2 separate regions of the Mus musculus genome follow, and region 2 is linked to region 1. Evidence: chromatin contacts called from public Hi-C data. All regions are on one chromosome and are shown on one strand. Each heading gives the region's core, a stretch centred on a gene start, on an enhancer-like site or on the middle of the called end of the contact. The rest is flanking DNA. Distances are from core to core; before and after follow the strand shown. Region 1 has its middle 34 kb from the start of Gm13749. Region 2 overlaps Gm39654 (a long non-coding RNA gene).

The links. A called contact is a pair of places that touch in the nucleus more often than the background predicts.
Region 2: a contact with region 1 is called in a Hi-C map of double positive thymocytes, with 2.9 times the contacts expected there. The contact joins two enhancer-like sites. A contact is called at or near these places in 1 of 484 Hi-C or Micro-C datasets (double positive thymocytes), 4 of 115 datasets of contacts at active chromatin or transcription factors (CD4 T cells and embryonic stem cells) and 1 of 9 other capture datasets (embryonic stem cells).

Annotation. Positions count from the first base shown.
Region 1 is chr1:63,995,467-64,002,341 of GRCm38.p6, forward strand. No RefSeq gene overlaps it. Among named protein-coding and RNA genes, the nearest start is that of Gm13749, 34 kb to the left of the region's middle. RefSeq lists an enhancer at 1-1,106. Within about 2 kb of position 5,430, at least 96 of the 459 cell types and tissues checked have an H3K27ac peak or open chromatin away from gene starts, as enhancers often do. A contact at or near this core is called in double positive thymocytes, where this site is marked.
Region 2 is chr1:64,244,126-64,250,223 of GRCm38.p6, forward strand. It overlaps Gm39654 (a long non-coding RNA gene), which reads right to left. Exons shown (of 2, transcript XR_865483.1): 2 at 2,869-3,315. Among named protein-coding and RNA genes, the nearest start is that of Gm39654, 9.0 kb to the right of the region's middle. Within about 2 kb of position 3,931, at least 4 of the 459 cell types and tissues checked have an H3K27ac peak or open chromatin away from gene starts, as enhancers often do. A contact at or near this core is called in double positive thymocytes, where this site is marked.

The DNA.
Region 1 (6,875 bases), core at 4,180-6,679:
CTGAAACTGTATTACCCCAACCGAAACAACGAAGCTTTTTAACTATAACCTAACGTGCTAAATCCGATCAGTTTTATTTGAGGCCATAGATAGATCGAGCGATCAATCTCCATTATCCCCGGTTCCTTTTCATCTTCATAGTGCTATTTTTCTTCCTTCAAGACATTTCAGTTCATTTCCTCAAGCCTTCCTCAGTTTAATGGCTGATTTTCCCACCAGGAAAAAAATCTCACTTCCTCTACAGGAAACAAAGGAAACAACCAAGAAGGAAGCTTTAGAAAGATAAGTCTCAAGACTATTCAGTGAGGAGGAAGCCATTCGGGGTGAGAGGAAGATAACAGGTAGATAAATACTGTGTACCCCAGCTTCTCTCAAACCTTCTGTTAAATGTTAACAGGTGCTGCCTCCTGACACTATAAAAAGATCAACTTTTTGTCTCCTGTATAATTTGTGAACAGGTAGGCCCCGGAGGGCCTGAATGAGGTCATGCCAATTAACTCACCGGTTCCTGCAATCAGAGTGATAATGACATCCTTAGCAACCACGCTATCTATGGCACCGCCCACTGCTGTGAAAACCCTCTTCATCTAAGCAGGTTGGAGGGTGCCTGGCCAGAGCTGTGATCTCAGACCCTGCAGGCTGAGAATTACACTCACCTCCCCCACCCTCCACCCCAGTGATTCCCAGACACTCCTTCCCTAACCCAAAAGAGGAATGAGGAAATCAAATCAAATCAAAACAAACAAAAACAAACAAAATAAACTTTCTCCATCCACAAAAGCTGAGGACCGGGACTTTCCCCAGAGTCCACAGCTACTATGAGCTGCCTCATCAGAACCATCTTAGAGGAATTAATGATTGCTTGAGCCCCATCCAGCCTGCCTGGACTGTACATACTTACCCCTTGCTTTAAAAATCCTTGTAACTGGGCTGCCTTTGCTAATGGACCCTCACAGCTACTTCGTGGGACGAGATTTGATATGCCGAAGGCAGTAGAACAGAAGGCAATGTCCAAGACTAAAAGTACTTTTAAAATTCAGCTTCCTGGGACACACTGACTATATATGACAACCAGGACAGCAACCAAGAATACATCCCGCAAGTGGGCAAACTTACTTCAACAAACTTAAGCTCTAAACATTTCAGTTTGAGTCAACATTTATTATATGAACCCCCTCCCACCTGCCCCTTGGTATATTAGCTATTTGGGGAAACTTAATGAAAAAAAAGTGAGGCAAATCAGTATATCCTTACTTTCAAGGAAGTTCAAATCTATCTGGGAAAAGGGCAGGAGAAAAGAAAGGAGGAAGAGGTGAGAAGAGAGAGACAATACCCCAAAACAATAATGTGAGTTAAATGGGAAAGTAGTCTTTAGTGTGTGGAGTTCTCATGGATATAGAGGGATGTAGTTAAAACACCTGATCAGGACATTTAAATAGGTATTACAATGAGAAGCAAGGAGAGAGGAAAGAGATGAGGAAGGCAGAAAAACAGAAGCAACTGCATAGAGGCCAAGGAGTAGCTAACAATCCCCAGGAAAGCAGAGACCATGGCTAAGTAGACTTTATCCACCCCCACTTACCTGAGGTTTCTCTTTCCTGTAGCTTTAGGTACTAGCTGTCAATCATGGTCTGAAAATATTAAGTGGGAAGTTCTAGAAATAAGCAATTTTTGAATTGTGGTTGTGATGAAGTTTCCTACTGTCTGGCCTCTTCCTACCTGAATACACCATGGTTCAGCACACCTAAAGGTGTGTGTGTGTGTGTGTGTGTGTGTGTGTGTGTGTGTGTGTTTGTGTGTGTTACCTATCCATTAGCCAACTGGGAGCTGTCTCTGTTGTCAGACTGACTGCCCTGGATAACACAGGGCTTCTGCCCAAGAATGTTTTATTTCATTTAATAATGGCCTCAAAGAATTAGAATAATGTGGCTTGCAATTCTACTGTAGTCCATTGTTTTAATGTTCTATTATCATTAGTTCCTATCAGTAATCTCTTGCTCTGCCTAATTTATAAACTAAAGCTTATCATATATACATGTACATATACCATATACACATATACATATATATATATATATATATATATACAGTGTGTATATTTATGTATACGCATATAGTATTTGCATACACATACAGGAAAGACATAATAATAGGCACAGGCTTGGTGCTACCTGTGGTTTCGGGTACCTACTACATGTTTTGGAATCTCTCGCTTGGATAAGAAGGAGCTCTTGTACATCTCAGGACTTTCCAGCTTGGTTCTACTGTATGGGAGGCTCTTTATCAAAAATTTCAATAAAAATGTTTTACTTTGAGGTTTTTATTTATTATAACCTCCTTTCTTTGCCCACAGAGTTCATTTTTTCTGAAATAATAGTGCTAGCACAAGGTAGGTAAAGCAAAAGAGAAAAGAAGGAAGAAAGGAAAGAAGGAAGGGAAGGAAGGAGACTGGGGGAGTGAGGGAGAGAGGGAGGAAGGAAGGGGAGAAGGAAAAAGGAAGAAGAGGAGAAGGGAGATGAAGAAAAGGAAGGAAAGAGAGGAAGGGGGGGAAAGACGACAGACAGGATGGGAAGGAAGGCAGAGGGGATGAAGGCAGAGGGGAAGAATTTGCCAGTAACACTACTGATTACACTACCAGGGGCCCCCTACACTCTTCCAGGTCACTTCGAATTGTGTTTCAGAGAGTTCTGTTCCCAGTCAGGGAGAAGGCAGAAAGGACTGGGGAAAGGAAGGAGGAAGGCAAAAGGGAGGGAGAGCAGGAGTTAGCTGTGCAGGATGGAAACTGCCAATGGGAGACGGGGTTATGGAATGAACAGTGTGCAGCAGTAAGACTGTATTCTCAGCCTGAGTCCTTACATGCACATAGGTGGCAGCGCATGACAGGCCTATGACTTCAGAAATGATTTGCAGAGCCAGTGTTATCTATCTGTAATGTCAGCATTTACCATGTGTTTCTCATTGGAGAATATCAATTCTCTGTTTTCCTAATTGATTCCAGTAACATAGATACCCAGAATGCTGTATACCCCTCACTGATTGCTGGGCAAACATTATTGAAATGTCAATATTTGCTCTTTTTCCTAGAACATCATTGTCAAAGGCTGCAAATCATTTGGGGGCACATCTCTGATATTTAATGTATGGAGAGTGCTGATCAAAACTATTTTTTTAATTCTTCTTCATGCTTTCTCTGGTCATTTACCAGCCATCATTGCTGTTCAGAAATGTTCCTCTTAATTCCTACCAACAATACCTGCTACAAAACCCAACTTCCATCTGTGCTCACAAGCCTTATGAGAGAGAACTGAGAGCATCTCTGTGCACTGACAGTCTAGATCCTTACTCCTTGTCAGTGCGTAGGAAAGGGCAGTTCACTTGGCTATCTCACTACTTGGCCCTCCATCTCACTGAGCTTGAGTAAAATATCCATCAAAAGCCACACCAACTATCACAGGGCTTCATTACTGCGATGGTAACCACATACAACATACATCTTGTTCCATACAACATACATTGGGACGATCTTGTTCCCATGGCAATCGAGTATGCAATCCCTTTCTCATGTTTTGCTTTGCCTTAGAGAAAAGGGACTTTGTCTTGGCACAGTTGGTGACCTTTTACTAGGACATGTTCCATGACTCATCTGGAAGGATTCCCCTCCCGCAGTGCCCCCTATACACAAACACACACTTATTTGCAGGTACTTGAACAGTGGGACTCTAATGTTTGGTTTCTTCTGGAAACTCTCCCCTAGTTTAATTTTTTGAAGCCTGTGTCCTGCTATCTCATTAAATTACCATGTATTATTCTGGACATGAGTGGTACCACTTTTTTCACATTATTTTCCTGTTCCCACTGGGAAAGAATTCTTGACTTGGAATCAGATCACATCACTGGTGTATTACACGGGTCGTGGAAAGAAGAGCCTCAGCTTTCTGCCCTCCTGTCCTTCCCCACCACAATACCTCTGAAAATACTGCAATGGCTTTATTCTTCCCAGCTAGGTTGGTGGCCATCGGGGTGCTTTGACCAATAAAAGGACCTGTGATGTTTCTCAGATGTGATGTGACACGCCAGCCAGTCACATTTCTGATTAGCTATCTCGGGGCCACCTACACTTTCAGTTTGTTTCCAATTGTGTTTCAGATAATGCCGTTCCCAGTTAGGCAGATGATCACTGTAATTTCTGGTAATGAAATGGCTAGGGAGCCCGGCCTGGGCTGGGAAGAGAGCCAGAGCCCAGCGCTTTGTGAGAAACTGTGTTATGGCCTAGGACAGAGAGATGAAGCCAAGATGCTGGTTGGGCAATTACAGCACAGATGAGCTTGAATCTTGAATCTTGATCGACTGCCCACTTATACTTACGACTGGTAACATTTAGAAGAGACAGCCCTCTATGAAAACAACTCTGTAGAGAAGGCAAAGATACTTGCTATTTTTCTCTTTAATGCACCAAAGAATCACAGTTGGGCTTCCACAAATGCAAAATTACTTTCATTCACCATGAACAGTAATGGCTTCATACAGCCAGCATGGGCAAGTTAAGAATGGAGCCTTTGAGCAAGTGCTATGGTCGGAATCCAAAATGTCCCACCACAAGCTCATGTTTTCAATGTTTGGTTCCCAGTTGGTGGCACTGTTTGGAGAGGTTCTTAGGAACTTGGGGGAAGGCTTCTTTGGAAGTTCTGGCTGGCCCCTGATTCCTGCCTTTTTCTCGTCTTCTGGGCCAAGATGAGACTAGACTCCTAAAGACTCTCACAACCATGAGCTGAGATGTCCTTCCATGATGATCTGAAAGCCTAGAAAACCGTGAGCCAAAATGAATCCTTGCTCCTTTTAATTGTTTTTGCCAGCAATTTTGGTCACAAAGAAGCAATTATTACTGTGAGTTTTCAATATGCATATTGTAATACACACATTTTAATTCATGATTGTGAGAACTTTCTAGAAGGAAGAGAAGAAAAAGAAATAGCACAAAAAGGGATTGTCAGCTTTGTGCTTCATTCTTCCTTACATCTTATACCTCAAATATAATCACATTTGTTCAAATGCCCATCTCTTTAGACAGTCCAGTGAAATACTGAAACCAAGATCTAGGTGGCCTCCTTCTGACATCTGAAGTATGTCATTTAGTAATGTCACCCAACCACAGCTATGAAGAGCTTCAAGGTAGCCATCCACCTCTGTTGAGTTTGTTGATGTGGAGGAAGTGGCACGTGTTTCCCTGTTTCACTCTTGCCAGGCTGCAGGCTGGTTTCAGTCAAGATAGAGAGAGAGAGAGTCCAGGGCCAGGAGAAGTCTGTCTGCCTTAGCTAGAAGTTTATAGTAATGGCCATGTGTCCTCTGTGCCTCTAGCTGCCTTCCTGCCGACCCTGGATTCTGTAACACTGCCTTTCTCTGGGCTTTTCCAGGTCTAAGTGGGGCAACAGCCTCTACTCTGGTTAACTTCTGAGTTGAATCACCACTTCCTGTGTGGCTTCTCCTCTCTTCTACCCCCTATGCCTCTCCTCTCCTTCCACCCCACCCCCACCCCGTACTGCGAATCCTGGCACTGATACTTAGAAGGGATCCAACTTTTCTAGATTGACCCTATCACTGCCTAGAGTGTCACAGCTCCAGATTAAATCTTTAATCCAATGTCAAATGAACTCATCAAAGATTAAAATGATAGGAGAGAAACAGGAGGGATAGCTAGCATCAGCAACTCAACTGTGCTTTGCAGTGTCCCTACTGCAGCCAGTGGCAACAGCTCAGCACATCACTCATATTAGCCAATCAAATTCTCTCAAAGCATTCTGAGCTGAGCATCACAATTACCATCCTCATTTCTAAAACTTTGTTACATATTAATTGTAAAAAACACTAGGTCCATTCTAGGTCATTTTTTATTTGAGTAGATTAATTATATAATATAACAGGTTTCGTTGTGATATCTTTATACATATACACAGAGCACTTTGATTATACCCTGTTCCTCCCCATGTTGTCTGTCTCTTATCCCTTTTTATCAATGGGGATATCAAGACAGAGAACGTTTAAGTAACTTGACCATGGTCATAGGGGTACCAAATGTCAACCCACTGCTTTGAAAGCATGTTCACTTAGTGCCTTTAGCTTGTAACCCTTCTATTCCAGTTTTCTTTCTGTTGCTGTGATAAAACAGCATGACTAAAAGAAAGGTGGGGTGGAAAAGGTTTTTTTTTTACACCTTACAGATTATTGTCAATAACTGAGAAAAGCCAAGTCTAAAGTTCAAGGCAAGAACCTGGAAGTAAGAACTGAAGCAGAGACTGTGGAGGGTGGAGGCTTGTTTCTTCTTCATGGTTTGCTCAGTTTGTTTTCTTATACCACACAGGACCACCTGCCCCAGCCAGGTAAACACCTTAGTGGATGCCCCTACAGGCTTGCCTACTGGCAATCTTACGGAGGTAATCATTCAATTTAGGTTCCCGATGACTCTAGCTTATGTCAAGTTGACAAAAATGACCTAACCAGCACATCTGTGTCACACTGACTGAAGACTCTAACAACATCCCACACCTGTGTTGGGAAGGCACGAGCCCTGAAGAGAGTGGCCCTTAAGGCAGTGTATTTTTGAATAATGCTCTCTAAACCTTTAAGGGCATCCCCTCTGCTTAGAGACATTAAAATGTATATTTTCTACATTTCAAGACATGCAGGAAAGAACAAACGTTGACAGCTGAGGAGACAACTACAACTAGCCTTCCTCGGATGCAGCGAGGGATGAGAAAGCTGCCTTCTGCGCAGCCCTCTGTGCAGGTGGTGTGGTCTGGAGATGGCAGTGTTCTCTGGCCTGATGAGCTCTGCTTCAGCTGGTGCCACAGAGCGGCTTCTGGAAAGGGTGGAGGCTTTGG
Region 2 (6,098 bases), core at 2,681-5,180, 250 kb after region 1:
AGTTAGTTAGTTCGTTAGTTAGTTATTTGCTTGCTTGCTTGCTTGTTCTGAATATTGAGGTAGCTGAATTGGTTGTAAACTAGAGTACTAGGCACTGATCTTATTTTGCATATGTGGACTATGGCTTTGGGACTCAGACCTGTTAAGTGCCCTGGACAGCACTGTTAGTGTATCTACTAACAACAGCAGTCACAGGGCATAGAGCCCATGGAAGCAACAGTGTCCTGCCTTCACCTGCCTCTGCTCAACATTTCATTTATAAATGAAGTCAGTGACCCTGAGAACCGTCCCTCCCTTCCTCTCATTGTTTCTAATTTACAAGCTGTAGTAGAGCAGCTCAGAATGAGGTCCCTCCTGTAGATCTATCCCTGACCCTTGTTTTACACTAGCTGATTAGAAACATGGTAGCAATCAGTTCTTGAGTAGCCACCTATCATCAGCTTTGCCTAGGATGTGCCCCTGCATAAGGCCATTAGCTGTAGGTGCCATAATGATGATGTGGAGACAAGATGACTTATTCAAACCCCAAGTCTTGTCAGTGTGGTGACAGAAATTAATAGATTCCATGTTCATTAGCATACATCTAGCTGGAAACCATTACTAGAGCCAGAACTTACAAGCTTCAGTGAACAAATTAATGAGAAACCTTGAACATTTCAGAGACAGACAACACAGTTAGTTTGAGCAGACAAACCTTTTGGTTAGAAATTACATCTTAAGCTGAGTAGGGTGACACACACCTGTAATTCCAGCTCTTGAGAGGTGGAGGCAGGAAGATCATCGGTTCAAGGCCAGCCTCTGTTATATAGAAAATCCAAGACCAGCCCAGGCTCTCACACAGGATCTCATGAAATATTTACATGACAGTTACCATAATTGAATATGAACTAATTGATTGTATATATCTTGAAGTTGGGTCTCACCTCATGTATTAGTCAAGGTTCTCTAGAGAAAGAGAACTGATAGAATGAATATATATAATCTATATTATTTATATACAAAGAAATTATATATACATATGATTTATTAGAGTGGATTACAGGCTGTGATCTGACATTTCCAACAATGACTGTCTCCCAATGAAAGGTCCAAGAATATAGTAGTTGCTCAGTCCAAGAGGCTGGATGTCTCAGCTAGTCTTCAGTAGGTGCTGGAATCCTGAAGAAGTAGGTTCTAATGCCAATGAAGGAATGGACTTTCTAGCAAGGTGAGGGCAAGCAGGCATGAAGCAAACACTTCCTTCTACCATACCCAGAAAATGTGGCCCATATTAAAGATGGTCTTGCTACCTGAAATGATCCAATCAAGAAAAATCCCTCACATGTGTGCCTAGTAGCTTAATCCCAGATATAGTCAACCTGACAAACTATAGCCATGGCAGCCTGTCTCTTACTGCGAACAGATCTTTATTATATTAAAAGTTTGTTTTAAGAACTCCTGTCTTACAACTTAAAGACATCTGTGTTCATTAGGGGAAACAAAGTGCATGTTAAAGTTTGTTGAAGGAAAGGTCCTGAACATTGTCCTCTCCAGTGGACAACAGCACACACTGACTTGCTGTAGAGTATGTTCTTCAGCGGTTGACATAAGTTACCAATATTACTATAAATACCACAGAGTGCTGGGCTCTGAGAAGGGGTAGAAGCTGTGTGTTAAAAGCAAGAGCATATCTAAGCAAAATTCTAGAAATTCCACTGTTTCAAGGCCTGGAAAAGAGTGCCCTCTACATTATGTTTCTAATGAACAAGGGGGTGTGTTTAGGTTGAAAAAAAAATCATTCAAAGGGTAATTTTTATGACCAGTTAATTTGAGTGACTGTGATAGGTTTTTGTTTTTTGTTTTTTGTTTTTTTGTTTTTTGTTTTTTTTTTTTGTTTTTTGTTTTTTTGTATTTTTTGCTGTGATAAAATAGTCTGACAAAACCAACTTAAGGGAGGAAGGATTTGTTTGGGCTCACAGTTCAATGAATGCTCATCTTGATGGGGAAGTCAGATCAGCAAGATCTTCAGGACTCTGGTACAGTGTGTCCACAGGAAGGAGAGGACTAAAAAGGCTGTCCTCTGCAGTTAACCTCAGTTAACCCATTCAAGGCAGTGCCCCACAGGCATGCTACCCTAACCTAGATGATTCTTTACAGGCATGACCAGAGGCTCATCCCCAAGATGATTCCTGGCATCAAATTGACAATTGAGATTACCCATCCCAATTCTGGCCCAGAAGGTTACACACCCTAAATGTGCAGCAAATGCATACTCAATTTAATTGTTCCAAGGACAGTCCACTGCTGTAGAGGTCAAGGTGTAAAAGGATCCTTTGGAAGGTCATCTCATTCCATCTCATTCTGAAATTCCCTTTTGATTCTCATTAGGGATGTCCACTGCTTGAGCTATTCTGTGATGAGAGGTGCTGTAGTTTGAATATGGTTTGTTCACGTAACAGAAGCTTGGTTCACAGGATAGCAATGCAAAAAGATCATGGAACCTCTAAGATACTACTTAGTGGGAGGTCAGTGGATTCTGACTGCCCCTTGAAGGAATTAATGCAGGTCTGTGGCATGGGTTAGGATTCTCTGGAGTGCATTAGTTCCTACAACAGTGGGTTAGTATAAAAGAGGAAGTCTCCTTCCTCCTTCCAATCATTTCCATTTTTACCAGGTTACCTCTCTCCTTGCATATACCTCCTTCCCCTATTTCTTTGTCATGTTTTGTTGCAGCCAGGGACCCATTACCAAGTGTCAGTGTCATGCTCTGCAGACTTCTCAACCACCACAACTTCCAAACTAAATAAGCCTTTCCTTTATAATTTACCTAGCCTATAGCATCCTGTTTATAAAGCACAGAAAATGGACTCAGAAAACAAACCTGTGGTCTTTCAAATCATACATGAGTATGGATTAAGACAGATTTTGTGTGTGCTACCCCTATAAATCCTTTCCTCCCATGGGTTTCCCTATGCCCTCCCCAGTGTTCATATCCATAGTGAGGACTCCAGTCTCTGTCCAGCTTCTGCTTCAAAGAAGGACACATGACGCTGACTGTAAACAGTTGATCTTTTCCAGCCATCAGCTAATCTCCACATGAAGTCACACTCTTCCCAAGATAGTCCAGCTTCTCTGAGTAAAGGAGATGCCCCTTCAGGGTTGTATTGGTAGGTACTATACCCTTCATCTCTTCCAGCCATGTTGGCCAAGCCTTAGTGAGCTGGCATCGTATGTAGGTTTGCATCTTCTTCTGCCCTATCTGCTGCCCTTTCCTTCTCTTCTCGAATGCTGATCTCCTAAGCACCTTGCTCTGGAAACTCCATCTCAGCATCTGTTCTGCAGAGGCAAACAAGGACAGCTGCTCTGTATTTTGGTCTTCTTCATGAGAAAGACAAACCTGTCCAAACATCCAGGCAGATGAAGGGCACTGGCTAGAAGGTCACTAGACTGTACTTGTGGTCCTCGATATTTAGCCCTTAGAGAAGAAATAATTCCATCAAGCAAGACCTCCAGTGAAGCCACAAAGCAGAATAAAGTGGCTGCACAGGAGCATCTGTGGCAGGCCACAGGGCCTGAAAGAAATGGAAATCAATGGAGCAGATAGATCAGTGGTTCTCAGCCCACACCTGCACCATAGTCTATCAGGGGCATTTTCAAAAGTGCAAGTATTGGGGCCACATGCGGCTCACTCAGATTGGCCTTATAAGAGTCTTTCAAGTGACTTAGGAACCACTGAACCCTCCAGCTCTACAGTCCGTCCATCTTCTATTGATCTCTAATTCCACAAGACTCCACAGGTAGCCTTTTGTTCAGGCTTAGTGTAAACATTTAAAACAAGGGCCCTCACCAGCTAAGGTTAGAGAACCAATCCTTGCTCCTACACACACATAGAGATTTACTTTTAATTATTCATGTTCTCTCCCCAAAGGCAAGCAGAGGAAATAGCAGGTGTGCTAACATCCCCTTGGCCTCCTTTCACCCCAAGATCAAAGGGCTTCTAACCTTCCAGGATCCTACTTCTCTTCTGCCAGATGTCCTCAAATCCAGCCCTGAGACTTGCCCAAAGTTAATCACTGAGGCCATCTAACTATGGGAGATCCACATTAGCCCAACCTGGGCTGCCCAGGGGCAAATTTTACAAGAGTTGTCAATAGATACTCCAGAGCTTTGCCTTTCTCCAAACTTTTATTTTAAAAAGTCATACTTGGATGTGATGGTGTCTTTTCATAAGCCTAGCATCCTGAAAAACTTAGACCAGAAAAGTACAAGTTGAAAGCCAGCCTGGGCAATGTTGCCTCAAAACACACACACACACACACACACACACACACACACACACACCAACAAAACCTTCCATTGTTTGTGCTTCCCTTTGCCTTCCTGAAGCTGGAGACATATGCTCTGAACAAATGCATATCCCGGCTTTTGTGTTTTATCCTATATCTGATCAACAGTAAAAAGAACTGAACTAGGCAGTTCTTGAACACATACTTGGCCCAATATTTGCTTCAGGCTCCAAAGTACCTGAAAATTAACATGATTAAGTTTCCTCTGATTGTTTGTGAAAAGGGAAAATATTTTTTAAGAATGTGATTGGTTCACTTAATAGGTGTCCTTCTGAATGTTCTATAGTGTATAGCTTATTGTTAAAATTTACAGCTAGTGTTGGAGCAATCTGTATAATGTTTGGGATTAATGGTCAACTGGTACCCAGAGACCCTTTCGCTCTTGGTCACCTGCTCCCTTTTAGACCCATAAAAACATAGTCCTAGCCCTCTTCTCAGGGCCCTTCACTTAGAAAATTCAGTTTGATCAATGATCTTATTTCCAACTTGATTGATGATCTGAAGCCTGCAATAACAGAGTCAAACTCAGTGTCTTCAGCTCTCAAGAACCAATGGGCCAATACCTGATACCCCTTCCACAGATGAGCCAGAGATAACCCATGCAATCGTATATATGTTCAAAAGAATATGTGGTATTAATTTGCTCTGCAAGTGACTTTATGTTGTATATATGATCTATATAATCTAGCAGTTTTCTTTGTTTATTGTTGTTGTGGTTGTTTGGTTTTTCGAGACAGGGTTTACTGGAACTCATTCTGTAGAACAGGCTGGCCTTGAACTCAGAAATCTGCCTGCCTCTGCCTCCCAAGTGCTGGAATTAAAGGCATGTGCCACCACTGCCCAGAGATCTAGCAGTTTTCAATCAACAACACATAACTATCCTTCTCTTCAATAAATAATCATTCACTGGAACACACATATATTAAGAGTTTAGACCATAAGTAGCAGCTAAAAGAATTTTCATTGAGGAGTTACCAACACCAAAATCAAGAAATAAAACGTTACTAGCATATACACACACCACTTCATGCCATGCACTCTGGTCGAGTCAGCTTGACAGGCTGAGAGGCTTGGAAGCTACTCATGAGGCAAAGAGTTTCACGGAAACTCACCTCCTGGAGTCTGGCGTCCTCTCTAACCCATACATTAATATTCCATTCCCGCGTTAGTCTAGTGTATGGATCCTCGTGCTCTCTTTTAGTATTATCCTATTATAAGTGCCTTTTAAGATTGAATTCTGACATAGCTAAGCCTTCACCAGTGTTCCAACAGTCCTAGAAAGTCCTTGAGCAGACCATGGGCTTGGAATTCAGTAAGAATGTTGCTTTTCAGTGACATTCAGAATTGCCTCTGGTATTACACTATCACTTTGAATAAAAGCTAAGTCACTGCCCTACACAGGAATTTACCATCTTCTAGGAAGAAGGAAGTTTGAGACCTAAAGAGGAACCAGAATAGATACTTAGAACTATAGATAGCTGAGTTACACCCATACACATGTATTTACAATGGCCTAAGGGAAAGGTGGACTATACAATAGACTAAAATAGGAACTATGGCAAGGGTACGAAGCCCTTGACCCTGGCTTCTAAGATTAAGTGAATCTTAGGTGGAGCTCTTGTTGATCCCAGTTGTTAACAATGAATTCTATCCCAGGTGGTTCCTGTTAGACCTTCTGTGTTTGGATTCCTCTGTTTTGTGTAAGAATCCAGTAACCTCTTTGTACCTTGCTGGTGTGTCACCCAACTTCCCTATTTTCTTCTGTATAAAAAG